2 separate regions of the Mus musculus genome follow, and region 2 is linked to region 1. Evidence: chromatin contacts called from public Hi-C data. All regions are on one chromosome and are shown on one strand. The core of a region is the stretch at or near the end of the contact, and the rest is flanking DNA. Distances in the headings are between cores, read along the strand shown. Region 1 has its middle 23 kb from the start of Gm35696. Region 2 holds the start of Tbk1 (TANK-binding kinase 1).

Region 1 (2,700 bases), core at 73-2,572:
TCCGGGATGTGTTGTTGTTGTGGGGGTTGGTTGGTTGGTTTGGGTTTGTTGTTATGGCCGGCAACATGTAGCCCGGGCTGGTTCTGAATTCCACTGTGTAAGCTGAGCGTGGTCTTGAACTCATGACCCTTTCTCCTCAGCCTCCCGGGTGCTAGTTACAGGCTGGTGACAACATACTGCGTTTGAAGAGTGCTCTTTATGTTTTTACTGTGTTAAAGTGTATATAACGCAAGATTTGCCCTCCTTTTTAGAGACAGAGACGGAGAGAGAGTGTGTCTGTGTATCCCCGGCTGACCTCAGATGAAATCCTTCATTCTAAAGGCTGGAATTACACATTTTAACCATTTAAGATACAGGACTTGGTGACATGAATCACATTAACATGGTGGTGCTATTGTCAATTACTATTTTTCCCAGAATGAACGTTTTTGTGGTTTTTTTTAAACCACATTTTTGTTTTCTGGAAAGAACAAAAACAAAACTTTGGAATTTTAAGCGGGTATGGTGGCGCACGCCTTTAATCCCAGCACTTGGGAGGCAGAGGCAGGCAGATTTCTGAGTTCGAGGCCAACCTGGTCTACAAAGTGAGTTCCAGGACAGCCAGAGCTATACAGAGAAACCCTGTCTCGAAAAACCAAAACAAAAACAAAAAAACCTTTGGAATGTTGAATGCCACTCCCTAATTTTCTAGTTTTGTTTCGAAAGAAATTGTTGTGGCTGAAAAACAGCTTAGTGGTAGATAATTTGCCTAACACATGTAAGACCTACGTTCAGTTCCCAGAACCGCAAAAAAAATTAAGAAAGATAGACTACTGTCAGCTGCTGGTTTCTGGCGACTTGATGGTTCGCCTGCCCTCCACGCAGAGATGTGTTAAGGGCTCTCAGAGGTCCCCTAGAAGCATCACTCATCTCATAGAGGTGACAACCGAGGCCGGGGAGATCACGCTGCCGCTGAGTGACAGAGCCAGCTGAGAGAAAAAGAACTGCTATTTTTGTGCGGTTGGGGGATTTGACCAAATCCTGGCAGCGTCACTCTGCTGATCGGACTTCGGTAAAAATCCGCTTTCCTCACTTCAGAACACCAGAGAAGCGTCCTTGCGGGGGTGGGGGGTGGGGGGAGGGAAGAGTAACCAAGGGATAAAAGTGGTGGCCAGCAGAAGGCGGAGCTCAGGGGTAGAAAAGCACATTTCCCGGTAGGATTTCTCACCTACCCAGGCTGCGCTGCTCCGGGGATGCTGAGCCAGGACGCGCCCAGCGGCGCCCTCCTCTGGCGCGGATTGCAGACTGCGTCTGGGACTAAAACCCTGCACGCTTGAGCCTGGCTGGAGCTCCTTTAGGCAGCCTCTCCTCCCGTCTCAGTTCTTGACTATCACTACAGTGTTCCCCTCCTCCGACCCCGAGAACCTGCATCTAATTAATCACGTGATGTAGGGAGTTCCTAGCATACTTAGAAGTATCTAGAAACTAGTACCCCAGTCAGTCAGCCGGGTTTCATTAGACTCCATTAAAATCAGTGGTTCACCCTCGCCGGGCGCATCCCATGATAAGCTACGAATGCATTTTCCACGTCTATTAATAATTCGGTCAGGAAATGGTGCAGCCCTTAAGAGTATTCCAGCGCACTATAGTTCGGATCCCAGCACCCACCCCAGGCAGCTCACAAGTGCTTGTAACTCATCTCCAAAAGATCCAACCAACCACCCATTCTGGCCTCCATGACTGCAGATGGAGCTCAGGTGTAGGCGGGGCTTGTCTAGCCTCTAGCGTGTACAAGGCTCAGTGAGTTCAATCTGGGGCACCATAAAGATAAAGATAACCTGAGTCCGATGGGCACTATCATCTCCCTCAATTTACAGAAGAAATGCAGAAACCGAGGGGGTTTTATAAAGTTGCCGAACATCCAGCTGAGTCCGAGGCTCTCTTAACTAGTCGTATGTACTAGGCACCTCTAACCAACCCAAGAGTCTCTCGTCCTTTTCCAGTGTAGTTTATGGACCAGACACAGGTACGAAAGTAGGAACGGTGCTGAAATGAGTTGGCTGGGCATGCTGGTGGCCTGTTAGAAAAATACACGGAGCCCTGACTGGATTGAGGCCGGGCCCCTGCCTGGTAGGCTCTGAGTAAGGCTGACTGGCTCAGCCTGTCATCCTCAGCTGTCTCTCCGTGCTACACAGCAGGGCTGGGCTCAGCTCAGAGATGGGGACTGCGATTTATAAGCTCTCGGATAAAATCAACTTTCAGGTGAAGAAAACCCACAGACCGGGTAAGCCTTCCGCTCAGGTCAGATGTCTGAGGGCCCCAGGGATGCTGGGAGGGATTGGGGACCCACTTGGAATCAATTGCTTATGCTTTTGATGTTGCAGGACCCAGCTGGTTCTGAGGGGTCAGGGATGAACACTTCAGGCAGGCCCTCTGTTTGCGTTTCTCGCCATCGGAGTACATTTGTAAGCAGTTCCCTAGGAAGTTCTGTTTTTTTTGTAGGCAAATGTGCTTTCTTTCAAATGTAGCATGAGTTGAACAAAGAAAGGATGGCAAACCACAGTTTACGGGACAGCTCGGAAGGTCTGATTCTCGGTGACAGATGGAACACTGACTCCAGCGTTATTTTGACCAGTTATAAATATCAAGGACATGTGTGTCTTGGTGTTCAGATTCTTCCTAAAAGGACGCAAGAACTTTCAGGCTCATTGAGTCTGTGGC
Region 2 (2,700 bases), core at 8-2,507, 53 kb before region 1:
TGGTAGCTACCTCATAACTTGTAAAGAATCCAATGAATTAAAACACAGGTCTCAGTATTAGCTTGTATTACTGTACTATCGAGTCCATACACGGCTCTCTAAAGCCCTACAGAGGGTTCATGTGTTTAGACCTGAGAAATCAGGACATGGAAATCAGAGCATATACATAAGGAACTTAATTTTAATGTAATCATGTCTAATGATCCTCATCTTCATTCCTTGAGATTACCCAAGTACCGTCATGACCAAGAAGCCTTTCCGTCATTGAGTACCTGATTTTTAAAAGCAAGCACCCAAATAATTCTCTCTAGGGAATCTCATTTGTTACAGGTGAGAAGACAGAGGGTTTTATGGTGCCTGAGTTAGTCCTGTGCCTAACCAGTGGAGTTTCCGTCTCTGTGCTTGCTAATAGTTTCACAAGTGGCTTGACTTTTTTAGAAGTATTATGTGGTATTTTACTGTGTATCACTTCTGTGGTAAACATGTGAAGTCCTTTGGCTTAGTCATACTTCATAACTTTTGAACGTTGGGTTTTTTGTTGGAAGAAACTTGGATGAATCTGTCATGTCATTAACAGAACTGAAATATTCTATTGTAAGACGTGCATTTGCGGTTAGAATGGTCTTGTTGCCTAAACTGTCTAAAATTCTAATAAAATAACTTTCTAAGAAGTCATTGGAGTGGGCCTTTTAAAATCTCCATTTTGAGTTTGATGAAAACGGATTAGAAGTGGGCAGAGATTCAGCTTCAGCCCCCTGTTTCAGTCAACGCCTCTGCCAGCCCTTAACCACTCCCGGCTCCCGTCCTCGGAGATCTGCTCGCCCTCGGTCTGGAGGGTGCCTTAGGTAGAAAGAGGAATTTGGTGCATCGTGCTTCCTTGGAAGCAAATCCTTGTAAGGAATGCCTGCTTGAGCAGGACCTGATCATACAGCAGTTTACCTCTTAAGTTGTCAAGTTCAAGTCTCCAGTGTTACCATTTTCAAAAACAGAAACTGAAAGCGACTTAAAGAGTACTGATGGCATGAACGGATACTTGCTTCACGCAGCAGCCAAGCGACGTTGAAACACAAACCCGCCCCATCTACTCTGCGAAAGCGATCGGCGGCCAGCCCGCTGTCCACGGGTGGCCGTGGGCGTCACCTCCTTGCCGCACGCCGGCCGCCCCGCACTCCCTTAGCTCCTCCCGCCCGCACTGGAGACTGCAGCCCAGCGAGCTCGGCCGCCGCGGAGTACGCACGCGCAGGCGCGCCCCGCACTCGGTCACGTGCTCCGTGGCCCGGGCTGGCGAAGCCGGAAGTAGCCTGGGGCGCGAGAAGGCCCGGGAGCCGCGGGCTGTACGCGGCGGACACTCGCGGGGTAAGAGGGGCGGGCGGAGGCCGGTGGGGGCGGACGGGGCCGGAGGGGCCGGGCGGGGGCGCGCCCAGGGGTCGGGGAGGCGGCGTGCTGAGTCAGCGCGGGGCCGCGGCCCCGGGAGCCCCGCAGCCTCGCGCTCGCCCGGGATGGGCCCTGGCGGCCGCCCGGGCACCGGGGCTGCCCTGGCCGGAGTTGACTCGCCGCTCCCACCCTTGGTCCAGCTGCCGCCGCCGGCAGTTTTTAGACGGACTGGCGTTCCCGAGGGTTGACTCACCCGAGGATACCGGCACCAGACGTTTTTAATGTACACAGCGAAATGCAAACCCCCCTGTCTTCTCGTTCCTCCCCGACCTGCTGGATTTATTTCCCGGATCCATTCCCCTGGTGTTTTCTGTCAGGCGTCCCAAGACGGATTCTCCCCCGAGAACTGTCAAAACCCGACCTTTCCCATTCCGGGACCTCTGCTATCTACGGAGTAAATGGGTGACATAGAGGGAGAGTTGGGAAATCCTGGAACTTTTGTCCCTACACCATGTCACCAGACCTGTTTTATCCTCGGTAACTTTCGCTTTAAGCAATCAAAGGAAGTAGACTGCCTACAGAATCACAGATAACTTACTTGTTGAATGCCAGATAATACACTTGTCAGGATTTGGGGAGATTTACATAGCAAGCATCCGTTGGGTGTGCTGAGTCATGTTTTAGTCCCGAGGGGGTTCCTGGAAAAGTTTCAGACCATTACTATTGCGGACCCATCTTTTTATATTGGTATAGAGAGAGAGCTTATCTTATATATCTTAGCTGATAAATATGTTTTCAGCTACCCACTAGAGACATATGCGCACTTGGTGATGAATCTGTCCTTTACAGTTATTTAACAGCAGTGCAGCATCAATTAGGGAAGGTTTCCCGTTACATATTTGGGTTTATCGCCCCTTGAATGGAGCGTACGTAGTTAAGTGGTAAGTGCATTTGTTGTTTTCGAAAAGGGTTCCTTTTTTGCTTACTTCAAATAGACAGATGGCTGTACAATTTCTTATCTAAATTACATAGGTGATAAAATTCTAAGTATAAGTACTGTGTAAGAGATTGTCGAACCTTGGACTCTTGGGCATTTCCCAGGACCCTAACTTGGAAGATCAGAGTTCTAGCTTACTGGAAATGGACTTGCTATCTGACCTCACAACAGTCTTAAAGGAGTCTGATCTGTCTGGTGTTGGTGCCATCTATTCGGTTGCATGGCCTTCTTGTGTTAAAAGTCAAGTCTGCAGTTGGTACATCTTAGGATTTGGTAATATATACTTGGTGTGTGTATATACATCCTGTCCATTTAGAAGTAAGGGGAAT

What was found. Hi-C and Micro-C count contacts between places; a contact is called where the count stands out from the background.
Region 2: a contact with region 1 is called in a Hi-C map of cerebral cortex, with 4 times the contacts expected there. The contact joins the promoter of Tbk1 here to the enhancer-like site in region 1. A contact is called at or near these places in 1 of 15 datasets of contacts at CTCF or cohesin (CD8 T cells), 16 of 484 Hi-C or Micro-C datasets (the HL-1 cell line, the N1E-115 cell line, bone marrow-derived macrophages and 11 more), 8 of 115 datasets of contacts at active chromatin or transcription factors (the 230-238 cell line, CD8 T cells, the SCID.adh cell line and 3 more) and 1 of 9 other capture datasets (adipose tissue).

Annotation. Positions count from the first base shown.
Region 1 is chr10:121,531,918-121,534,617 of GRCm38.p6, reverse strand. No RefSeq gene overlaps it. Among named protein-coding and RNA genes, the nearest start is that of Gm35696, 23 kb to the right of the region's middle. Within about 2 kb of position 1,322, at least 27 of the 459 cell types and tissues checked have an H3K27ac peak or open chromatin away from gene starts, as enhancers often do. A contact at or near this core is called in cerebral cortex and muscle stem cells, where this site is marked.
Region 2 is chr10:121,585,351-121,588,050 of GRCm38.p6, reverse strand. It overlaps Tbk1 (TANK-binding kinase 1), which reads left to right and starts at 1,257. Exons shown (of 21, transcript NM_019786.4): 1 at 1,257-1,356. Xpot (exportin, tRNA (nuclear export receptor for tRNAs)) reads left to right here. Exons shown (of 25, transcript NM_001081056.2): 25 at 1-671.